Linked DNA regions of Hordeum vulgare: region 2 is linked to region 1. The links are chromatin contacts, called in public Hi-C maps. All regions are on one chromosome and are shown on one strand. The core of a region is the stretch at or near the end of the contact, and the rest is flanking DNA. Distances in the headings are between cores, read along the strand shown. Region 1 holds the start of LOC123452028 (legumin A-like). Region 2 holds the start of LOC123452215 (beta-hexosaminidase 1).

The links. A called contact is a pair of places that touch in the nucleus more often than the background predicts.
Region 2: a Hi-C map of leaf shows a contact between it and region 1, with 3 times the contacts expected there. The contact joins the promoter of LOC123452215 here to the promoter of LOC123452028 in region 1. A contact is called at or near these places in 5 of 6 Hi-C or Micro-C datasets (leaf and seedling).

What each region holds. Positions count from the first base shown.
Region 1 is chr1H:19,831,166-19,836,967 of MorexV3_pseudomolecules_assembly, reverse strand. LOC123452028 (legumin A-like) reads right to left here and starts at 4,218. Exons shown (of 3, transcript XM_045128635.1): 1 at 3,718-4,218; 2 at 1,618-2,347; 3 at 1,101-1,520. The coding sequence starts at 3,913. The coding sequence ends at 1,370.
Region 2 is chr1H:20,120,300-20,126,730 of MorexV3_pseudomolecules_assembly, reverse strand. It overlaps LOC123452215 (beta-hexosaminidase 1), which reads right to left and starts at 4,462. Exons shown (of 15, transcript XM_045128864.1): 1 at 4,072-4,462; 2 at 3,869-3,955; 3 at 3,050-3,085; 4 at 2,701-2,812; 5 at 2,520-2,590; 6 at 2,294-2,424; 7 at 2,129-2,145; 8 at 1,840-1,888; 9 at 1,316-1,416; 10 at 456-515; 11 at 51-84. The coding sequence starts at 4,422.

The sequences.
Region 1 (5,802 bases), core at 2,969-5,468:
GGAAGCCCAGGACCGTGCACACCAGCACCGCGTCTTTCTCCATGTCGACCGGAGTGAGCAAACGGCTCTAGGAGACAAGCACGGCGTGTTGATCCATCACTTCTGCAGTTCCGCTGGTTAAAATTTATCAGTTTTGTACAACCAAGTCCAAGCATGATTTGGTCGCCGAAAGCTCAAGATCAGGTTATTTAGCAGCATGTGGGCGTAGTTTATCGTCCCACTGATGTGAACCTGTGGAAAATATATTTTGGATCTGCCAAAACAAGCAACTGGAAGCTATAACTTCAAAGTTTTTGTATATCACGTAGACTGATACATAATGTCAAAGTTTTTCTTTCGAATTAGAAAGAAAGGCACTGAAGAAATTGAAAACAACAAGTGGGCGCCTGCACAAAAACCGAAGTCAAGTAAAGGCATCAGGAAAAGTGTTTCCAAATCCTAATATTGTATTCCAACGGGAGATGTTCTGAAGAAATAGTTACAAAAGGTTGAAACAGAAGTAAAAAAGCACGCCAGGCAAACAAGGAGTAATTAAACAGCATTCGAGCAGTCACGTACTGAAGAAATATAAAACAGGGGTACTTTTAACAAGTGGGGGCCTGCTCAGAATGAACATGAGGCAACCCAAAAAAACTGAAGCCACACAAAGACAGCATGGGAAATAAAAATAGAATTGCTATGAAGATCATGTGTAAAAAGAAGTGTTCTAAATCTCAAAACAGAAGAAGTGAAAAATAGTCACAAAATTGAAGCATAGAAGGAAAAATTGAACAGCATATAGCACAGCAGGCAAACAATTTCACACGAATATAACGATCGATTGCGTTCTGAGCCCAGCTCGGACGGCAACAAACATGCTCACTCGATTTAACCGACGATGACCTGACAGTAACATTCTGTACTGCCAGGGGCATAACAACTAAGATAAATTGGCAGAACCACCACCAGCTCAACGGACAGAGTCAACCACGCTCAAAGAGTTTCAATCTCAAAACAGAAGAAGTGAAGAAATAGTCACAAAAGAGGAAGTTATGAAGAAACAGAAAAGAAGCACGCCAATAAGGAGAAACTAAACAGCATATAGCAACACAGGCAAACAATTTCACCAGAATTTAACGGTCGATTGCATTCATCAGTTCTGAGCCCAGATCGGCCGGCAACAAACACTCACACTCGATTTAACCGACGACGACCCGACAGCAACATTCTGTTCTGCCAGGAGGAACTAAGATAGATTCGCAGAGGTGATCGATTAAAACCACCAGCAGCTCAACCAACAGACTCAATCACGCCCATAGAGTTTCAATCTCCTAACTAAAATTTATTTATTCCTGCCTAAGGCGACCGGCCGATGCGCGACGAATGGCTCCTAGTTGGGGGCGAAGAAAATCTCGGAGTCCAGCCTCTTGGACCGGAAGAGCTTCTCCATCTCCGGCGTGGTGTTGAACGACGCCTCCAGCACCTCCGGCGAGATGGCCTTCCACACCGAGGTCTTCCCAGCAAGGTGGCTGAAGATCGGGCTGCACACATACAACATCATTAGCATTAGCTCGAAAGTCATGCATGAAATACAGAGTAATGCAATGCTGGCAACCAGTTTCAGGTACTCATTCTTACTTGGGGGTGGTGATGATAGAGAACCACTCCATGCCGGAGGCATCAGCGATCTTGGACACGACGTGGAAGCGGGGCACGATGAAGAGGCTGCCGCCCTCAATGCGGGTCTCCAGCACACGCTTGCCGTCAGGGCCAACGACCTGAACGCGGCCGCTGCCACGGACGATATAGGTCACCTGGTACGCTGAGTCACAGGAGAAGCCCGGGGAGCACATGGAGTGGGCGTCGATCCTGACAAGGTCAGCACCGAGCCCAACCTCCTTCACCAGGGGCAGGTTCACCGTGTTGAGCACCACCACGCGGCCACCGTTGGGGATGTCCACGTCAAGCTTGGCCTCAAGGCAGTTGAGGGCCATGTCCTTGCGGTCAGCATCAACCGGCTCCGGCAGCTTCTGCCCGGCAGAGAGCTTAACAATGCCAGAGGCTGGCTGGCTGGAGACGAGCTTGGCAGCGTCGTCCTCCTTGAGGTCCCAGGCACGGCCGACAAACTCGGTGGAGAAGCCGGTGAAGATACCGCTGGCACCGGTGAGCTGGAAGTTGGTGAACTGGCCAGGCCTGTGGCCCTTGGAGGTGTCGCCGAGGAAGAGGACGACGAGCTCAGTGGCAGACTCGGGGGTGTTGTGCCACCAGGTGACCACCCCAAAGGGGAGCGCCAGAGCGTCACCCTCCTTCACGGCGACCACCTTCTCCTTGGTGGCCTCAGGCAGCACAATGCCGCAGGTTCCCTTGCCTATCAATTAGGGATAAAAACCAGCATCAGTCAAAAGTTGGCAAGCAGTGAAAGAATGTTCCAACAAATTACTACCAATAATTACTGCAACGAAATACCAAACGGGGCAAATATTTGGATAGTTACTCTGTACATGCTATAAATGATCAAAACAGTTGATCATAAAAATTAACAGCAACAAAATTCCTAAAACAGATGATGTGACAATAGTATACGGTGGCATCATAATAAAAAGTACTGCATTGAGCAATTTCTTCAACAGTTTATTTAAGCAACGAAATTCCTAACAGACATGGATCATCACAAATTTCTTGTGTTAAAACTAGAGGGGCCGTCATGGATGCCCAAGTTGTGACATCAGAGAAGGATTTAAATAAAACAACAGGCTGGGACACAATTATGGCATGCTGAATTGATAAAGAGAGATGAACGATCACGACCTCTTAAACAAAAGGGAATTAATCAAAACGATAACGAGAATAATTCAATAAAGTACTAGAATAAGATATACTCCCTCCGTCCCAAAATAACTATCTCAAGCTTAGTACAACTTTGTACTAGAGCTAGTACAAAGTTGAGACACTTATTTTGGGACGGAGGGAGTAGCTGTGAACAAACTAGTGTTGTCATTGATTCCAGATGAGTGGGATGTGATGCAGACAGTTAAGCTGACGAAACTAAACAATTATAGCATGATTTCTGAGCTCATGTATTCGACAGATATATAATCTAGGAGAGCGACGACTCTGCTCAATTCCAATCTATTACTGCATTCGATATAAACAACAGACTAAAACCAACAAATTCTATTCATCCACGACCATCTACAATATAAAATTCAGCAAGTACTGCAAAACTACTTTTTTTTTTTTTTGTTAAACTGAACTGACGAAACTAAACAACTAGCACGATTTCAGAAGTGATCACACCGTGCAGCCGACAGACAAATCACGAGAGCGACGAGTCTGCCCAATTCCGATCCACAACTGCATCCGATCTAAACCAGAGACTGAAACCAACAGACTCCAATCTGTTGACTGCATTCGATCCACACAACGGATCGAACCCAACTAAGATCGATTAACCCGCGACCTTCTACAATTCGGTAAAGTAGAGCAACAGTATCTGTTTTCTTGTTAAACTGAACCGACGAAACTAAACAACCAGCACGATTTCATCGTTGATGGAGGCAAAAGGTAAACTTCCGATCCAAACCAGAGAGTGGAACCAAACAGAGTCGATCGATCAAACACGCGGCCATGCACGAACCGGAAATCCGGGGGACCGAACAGAGCGGGGTGGGAACAGCCCGGCACGGATCGACCGAGCCCGGAGACGGATTGGTGGGAGGGACGGGTGTATATGCGCACCTTGGAGGACGTAGGCGACCTTGGCGGAGTCGGAGTAGCTGGGGAGCGACATGCCGCCGGCGGCGAGCGAGAGCTTGGCGGCCCCGATGGAGGCGACGCCGAGCATGGGCAGCTCCGCCGGGCTCCACTCGTAGTAGGCGCCGCCCTCGCCGCCGTACGCCTTTGCCGGCTGCCTCGGGGTCAGATCCACCGCCATCGCCGCCGAACGATCGATCAAAGAGGGTGGTTGGTTGGCTGGCTGGAAGGGGAACTGGTTGCCGTGGCGAGCAGGAAGGAGGGTGCGATGAGGCGGTGTGGGATCGGTCGATCGATCGGGCGCCGCCTATTTATAGCCCCAGAGAAGGAATTTTTTTTTTTTACCGGTAGTTGGATTAGGATTGTGTTTAGCCCCGCCCAACTGGCCGTGGTTAGCGGGGGGAGTTCGTCTTATCCCCGCTAACGAACCAACTAACTAACCGCCTTCCGTTCTCCCTCCCTCCCGAGCGGACGTTGGGGACGCCCGGCGCTGACTGCCGGGGCCCGCCGGTCCGTTCGCCGGGCCCGCTTGGCAGTGGACGAGGGGCACTTTCTCTCTTGGATGCTGTTGAACGGAGCTGGCTTCTTCATTTGTTTGTTGGTTAGTTGAGGAATTATTGGCTCTCTTTTTTTGGAAACAATAATAATAATAATAATAAAGTAAAGGAAAAAACTTCACGGGATTTCTCATCTTGCCATGATTATAGATATAGAAGGAGAAAAAAAAGAAGAGAAAAGAAAAAGGCGCGACACGGGTATGGCGTGGGCACGGGGAAGCGCACGTCTGTCTCCGGAATCGTCCCCGCGCGCCTGTCGAGCGGACGGGTCCTGAAAACCGTAGCAAAATCTTTTCTTTTTTTTTTTTTGTTGTTTTTGCGGGGTAGCAAGATATTCCCGGCTCGGAAGATGATGAAGCCTCTGCATCTGGGAGCAGTTGAGTGACGCAACGGGCTTGCGAACGTACGTACGTGCCCATCATCGCCCGTGAGCACGAACCGGGAACCTTTTTTTTTTCTTTCTATTTCTTTCTGACGTAGAATGGTTGTGGGAGGAATCGATCCGTGGTCACGCGTTTGTGGTGTTAATTGTTCCCCACTCAGCTCGCGGCTCGGGTCCACTGGCAGAGCTACATGTAGCTCAGCAGGGGCCACGGCCTCTCAACCCAGATAAGGGTCGGTTCTTTTCTTGTCTTTCAAAATAGGGGACGGCTGCTACGAATCACCGGATGGTTTTTTTTTTAAGATTAACGTGTTCAGCTTATGGATTAGCATGTTGGTGGTCGTTGGATCTGGACAGCTTCACTGCAGTAGCGAAGCCTTGGCGGAGTTTCAACCCAGCACCGAGGGCGTCCGGCGAGCTCCGTTGCAGCCCCGACGGAGCTCCAATGCAGCGCCGACAGGTCTAACGAAGCTCCATCACAACTACAACCGAGTTTCATTGAAGCCCTGACGGAGCTTCAACGCAAAATCGACGGCTCCGGTGAAGCTCCATAACAACTCCGACCGAGCTCCATTGCAGCCCCGGCGGAGCTCCAACGCAGGCCGATGGCTTCGACGAAGCTCCATGGCAACTCCGGCCGAGCTCCATTGCAGCCCCGGGGGGCTCCAACACAGTATCCATGGGCTCCGGCTCCACGGGTCGCGTGCAACTTGCTACACTGCAGATCCGCCGCCATGGCGGACTCACGTTGCAGTTTCCCCTGGTCGACGACGAGATCCTAGATCACGGCGTTGTTGTGTCTGCGTCTAGAAAAGGGGGAAAAGGGAGAAACATGTGGAGAAGGAAGATTGCATAGGAGATAAGCCTGGAAAGGATGCGATGCGTGGGCTTCACTGGGACATGTGGCGCGAAAAAGAGGCGGTTTACTGGAGGGAGAAATCAACCATTGATTTAAAATGTTTTCCTCTAAAAATAAGTTGTCCTCTATCAAAATTATTTTAGAAGCTTAATTAAAATTATTTATTTTAATTTATTTTTTAATTAATTCAAAGCTTACTAATTATAGACTTGACTAGCCGTCTTCTAAAACCTAAATGATAATGTTCGCAAGTGTGCCACAATGTAACATGG
Region 2 (6,431 bases), core at 3,213-5,712, 290 kb before region 1:
AAGACTGAAAAATAATTCATGAAATAAAGTACACAGACAGTAATTCATACCACTGCTTCACATGGGGTGTTAAATTCCAGCAACCTGCGATGGATATCAGAATGAGGTGGATAATTTTCAGAGAAAGAACAAAACCTCAGTAAGACAACAGAACATTTGTATAACAGTATGCATCTTTCTATCATCCTGTACCCAAAAATATGTTGAACTGGTATACGCCTACTTATGTGGCAACTTCATTGGGTACAAATAACATGTGTCCCTTTTAAGGCACATACAACCTACAACTTGAAACTGAGGTATTCCTATTTGGTACACGCACACAAGATTGTCTTCATATAAGAGGTTCTCTCTTAGCAGTTTAATTGGAAGATTATTGCTCCACTTTCGGAACTTGCAACTTGTAAGTTCTTACTAACAAACTGCTTTCTGTTAGGCAAGAGAAGCAGACCAACCTGTATATACTTCATCACCACCAAGGTGAAACAACCCAAATGGAAAGATTTTTCTCATATCTGAAAAAAAGGAAAGTAAATTTCAAGTCAGAAGATCAGTTGTATTGCAGGAAACAGACAATGTCCCAGAACTGCCATTGACAGTGGGGTCATTGTTGTGGAACATTATTATGATTATTTGATCGGCAGATATTGTACAGGACGATGGTCCTACTCCAGCTATACAGAATTATGTATGCCTTGCACTGCTTATGTGGTCAATATAGCCTGCACATGCTTCTACAAAACCTAAATGTCCAATCCAATATAGGACATACAGTTATTGGCTAGGTCCTACAGAAGGCATGTCAGATGTTTCTAACAAATTATTGGTTCATGAAATTATATAGTTAATTAAATAACTTCACGAGTAAGCTTATAATGGTAAAATATAGGCAAAGTTGAGTTATTCGGTCCATTTTAATACTCACCTGTGAAGGACCACTACTAGGTAAAGCACCAAATACAAATGTGAACTGTGATATATATGTTGAATGGCATAAATGTATAATGTGCCTTTCCTGTCTTACATTTCACATTCTTTTCTTGTTTACTTTCGAAGAAAAATAACACTCAAGGTCAAACATAAATAGCAAGGGAGTTGACATTGAACATAACTAGTTAATTCTTAAATGAATTGACTTTTTTGGGAGTAAGGCCCAAGAGGAACTAGGCCTCAATTTTAATCAAGGGGAAGCTGCTGTTCGAAACCAGGCTGGCTAGCCTACCATCTATGGTATTAGCCAGTAAGACCCTGGGTGGTTCTGCTTCAATAGGTTAACTGAACTTTGCAAGAAAAAAGGGATAAAAGAGGAACTAACCAGACAAAATTCCAGTTATTACTTCGAATGTGAAATTACTAGAAACATCTAATGGCTCTGTACAGCTAAGAGAAGGCCAAAGTTTTGGATATCCATTTCCCCTGCAGATGTTTAAAAGCATGAATAAATTTTGTAGAGCAGAAAACAAATGGGTACTCCATAAGTTCATATAACAAGAACCATGAAAAATAAAACATTTAATCTGCAATGATTGCTTGCGTAGTCAGGTAACCTATTTACTAAATCTTCAGTTGCTTGGGTAGTTGGATACACAAGTGTGTAATACATCTAATTAATCAGATAGCACAAATAGTGATTAAATATTGATGTACTCAATCATGGGAGCCTGGAGCAACAACCTGTTTGGTTAAACAAAACTTTGCAGCTAAATGATATACAAAACAACAGGTGCTTTTTTTTAATATTTTGTACAGGAGTAACTAGGTTTACATTACGGACCAACCGAGAAAAAAAAAAGGTATCCAAACATAATACAGTATCATGAAGTCTACAGGCAAACTCACCATGATTCTGCATGACCAGGTACGTCAATCTCCGCCATGACATGAATACCTGAGAGAAGTAAAATAATAGTAAAAACGTGAAGCCTTTTCAGCAGACTAATTGTTTGCACAAGCATTAAGGAACACATGATGAAGAGTTCGGTAAACATGTCAGTGTGTAATTAACATATATGATCCCTCGTAACTTTCTACAGAATTAGTGTGTCTTTCCTTTGCATATCTGTATTTCTTAAATATATTTTTTTAGAACACAGTAAGATGACAAGAAAATTCATCAACTAGAGCATACCTCTTTTCTTAGCATAACTTTAGCATTGTGAAGTTGCAGATGAGAAGTCGCGGTGAAAACAATTAGAAAAGATCAGTCAGGTACATAAGTGAAATAAAAAAACTTGACAATAGAATATATAAAGAATATTATAAAATACAAAGTTAAATTACAAACTTTACATACCTGACAATATAGCGTGCATCTTCCACTGTGTACCGCTCTGATTTTGAATATGAACCCTTCCATAGATTTGGATATGATGGTATCTCCAATGGAAAAGATTGTTCGTCGATGATATGCCAATGAAGAACGTTCTACTGGACACAACTCTAGTTTGAGTATGAAGCTATGGAGGAAGGAGAGGTAATTCAGGTAAACTACTGGCATGATCCCAAAGATAATAGGTTACCAGCTTAGAAAATGACATGGAGTCAATGACTTGCTTTATCACATCAACTGGGAGGTAATGCCTTGAGGTGTCTGCAACAGAAGTGACAGAGGGAAGACTAATCATCATGCCATTCTCCATTTACATTGCAGTCAATTACCCAGTCATATTAGCTTAAGCCTTAGAGTAATTGATACTTTACCTAGCATCAAGCCACGGAAGGCAAAGCGTGGTTCATCCTGAATGTACCATGGTGCATAGCGCACTTCAACATTTTTTGTGTCGTAGTTAAAAACACATAACTGACTGAATGTCTGTCAAATAATCCAACAAGGGGGGAAATTGTAATGCTGGTTAGTGAATGGATAAATCAGACCAAAGGCATCTTCAAGTGAGTGCTTATGACCAATATTCTCACACACAGGAGATTCTATGAGCTCTAACTAGCCCTTCAAAGATGGTAAAACAGGTGTACAAGTAGCAGGTTATTAACGTAGATATATACAAATGGGGGTCCCTCAAATCTCAAATTCTGCAAAACATGGCCATACCTCTAATCCGCGAATAGCTCCATATATGGTATTAGCCTACAAGGGCAGACAAACTAGCTTCAGTGACACTATGCTTGTGCATATAGAAGAGAGGTGGAACAATTCTATAAATATAAATAAGTTTCTTCCTGACAAAACTAATTTCCAATTGTCAAAACTCATGCATCTAACAGACCTGTTAGAATGTCTTATGTAAAAGGACTAAGTTGAGATACAAACACCTGTCACTGTACTATTGCCAGAAACTAACCGTAGTCGTTAAGTGCTCCACAGCCATTGACCATCACTTAAATCCAATTGATGTAATGTATAGCAATGTGAGCATTCCCCGTGGCAGCTGCTCAGCTGCTCGTAAGATAACCCAAGGTCAAAGTGTTTTGTGCCTAGAGTTCATTACATGCATGTAAAGATCAAAGATGCACAAGATGTATAGCAAATGGAGTACCACGCCCTCCAATCCAAATTATTAGTTCCAATTCTGTAGTAGTAAACATCATGATGATTCATCATTCCACGATTAAACACAGGAAACTAATTACAACGGAAAAATCTAGCCCAATTCCCAACGGAAAAGGCTCGCTTCCACATTTCACAACACACGAAAATATGTGCAAGCTTTAGCCCAAATCCCAACGAAAAAAGTTCATCCAAACAGAAACTGTATTATTAGATTATGCTGCATCTGCAGGAAAACAGCCCCCACATCTACTCACTACCAACGAGTAATTTTGAGAGAATTTTGCTGAAATTCTCTCAAAGCATTTCATCAAATCACTCAAAACGTAGGTATCTGATGGAATGGAAGAGAAGAAACACCACCTCTATGGTTGCTCCGCTGACGATGGAATTGGCGCCGCCCGCCACCGCGATGTAGATCGTGTAGCTCTCGTCCACTCCCAGCTCCAGCTGCATCCCAGAAAAAAAATGGAGAGAACTCACGCTGGCGTCGCGCCCTTACCCAGATGAAGCAAGCGACAGCCAAACCTCGGAGCATAGCAACACTAGGAACAGAGCAGCCGTACCGTCTCATCGGCGGAGGCGACGACGACGGTGAGCGTGGCGACGTCGTACCCCGCCGAGGCGGGGCGGGCCGCGTGCGCCCACGGGGAGAAGATGAGGGACCTGTACCTCCCGAACGCCTCGGCGACGGCCGAGGCGCCGCCGCCGGGGCCCCGCGGGTCGAGCGCGAGGTCGGGGTCGACGGCGAGGGTCCGCGTGCCGGAGGTGAAGTTCTTCGGCAGCGGCCAGATGTACACCGGGTTCCCCGTGGCGGTGGAGTTCGCCGGGGTCGGGTGGCGCCGGGCCGCCGCCGCGCCGGAGGCGGAGACGGCGACGAGGGCCAGGAAGAGGCAAGCGAGGAGCTCCGGGGGCATTTTCGTAAAATCCGTAGGGATGATTCTCGGGGTTTTAAATTGTGGTTGGGTGAGAGAATCATCTCGTCGAGGTTAATGTATGTATATGTGGCGCGAGATGCGAGCGGTTTTTCGTTTGGCCCCTTGGTGGTTTCGCGTATCGCGTTACGGTCCAGTCACTTGCTAGCGAGTAGTACTACTGTAGTAGAGTAGCTCATATGGATAGGGATTGCCGTAGAGCTACGGATGGAGTGGAACGGAAATACAGGTGACGCGGGGGTGTCTTGCGCGAAGCGGGCCAGACAGACAGAGACAGCGGCCAACAACCAGGTGGTGGCACGCCGGGCCGGGGGGTCAATGATCCGCGCCAGCTCACGGGACCTACCAGCGCCGGTGACCACGCCACGCAACGCAACTAGTGACTGCGTCCCCCTCGTGTGTTGTTGGCCTTTGCGTCTCTCTCACCGGCAGCAGCATCTGGGCTAGCTTCGTGCGTGTCCTTCAAAATGCATGGGCGGCTTTGGCATCTTGTGTGCGGCCAAGATCCACACAAGACCACACGCATGCATGTAGTGTTCCATTTCACGGTGAACTTACATGTTTTTTCTTAAAGGAAAACATAGCAATCCATTAACTAACTTAATACGCCGGGCACGTCGCCAGCTACAACTTCTGTTACAAACTCTCGGAATTGACCCATCCAGGTTTCTAGGCACCCGTTCCTCGTACACGCGCCATGCGCAGCTAAAGTGTGAGCCATTTTTGTTACATTCTCTACTGCGATATTTAACATCTACTTCCTCCGGGTTTTTTTTTTAAAATGAAAGGGGTTTCCCCCTGCCCCATTTTATTAAAATGAAGCAAGCAAAGATCCTGAACAAAGAGCAACGAAACTCCAACTACCAGCAGCCTAAACAATACCTCACAACCAAAGTACGCTGGAACTTATTGCAAGCCAAAATAGCCACCAAACTGGGGAGTTCAACAGACTCAAAGGAAAAAAGGCCTAACACCTAATCTCGCCCCTCCACGGTCATCTCCAGGCAATGCGAAGAAGCTCCCCTCGCCGTCTGTCCAATTGCCTGATGAATCCACGGATTAGTTCTGCTTGAGCGCGCCGAGAGCAAGATCTTCCATTGATCGAGATGAATCCCCAGCTTTGCAAGAATGCAGTTGACATTTCTCCAAACTCGCCCCTGAAAACACATTTCATTCCTAAGTTTCCAAACACTCCAAAGGGAGGCAGCAATAATCATATTAAGCACACGATTCTTCTTATGATCCCTCCTCCAAAGTACAATCGCATCATCAAAACTTAAAATGTCTTGGATATTAAGTGTTTCCACAAGGAAACCCCATACCTGTCTAGCAACGATACAATCAAACCAAAGATGTTGCACCGTTTCTTTACAGCTACAGAAGAGGCAAGAAGTATCATCAACAGGTCTACGTTTTTCTAAGTTGTCTCTAGTTAACACCTTATTATGCGCACATAACCACAGAAAAACATGAATTTTTTGGGGACATATCACTTTCCATAGACTCGATCATGTGGTAGAAACCACACCCCCAAAGTTAATCTGATGATAAAATGACTTAACTGTATATACACCTTTTGATTCAAGTCTCCAAAAAGGCTTATCCGGGTTACCAGACAGCCTTGACTGCTTAACCACTTCTACCAACTGGTTCCACAGAGCCAGTCCTGCCTGATCAACACATCGTCTAAACGACAACCTAAGTATATGGCCATCCCAGACCTGGGCAACACTGCAATCCACCTGATTACAAATATCATATAAAGGCCAAAATTGTGTTCTAAGGGAATATTCCCCAACCCACACATCTTCCCAAAATTTAATAGATTCACTATCCCCCAAATTCCATCTATAGAATATTTTAGCCCCACCCAGGGCCCAGGTAATACTCTTCCAGAAGGAAGAACCATGATTATTCCCACACCACAAGATGTTGCTGGAATTCTGCATATATTTATATTTAATAATCTTCTTCCGGTCTTTATCAGAATC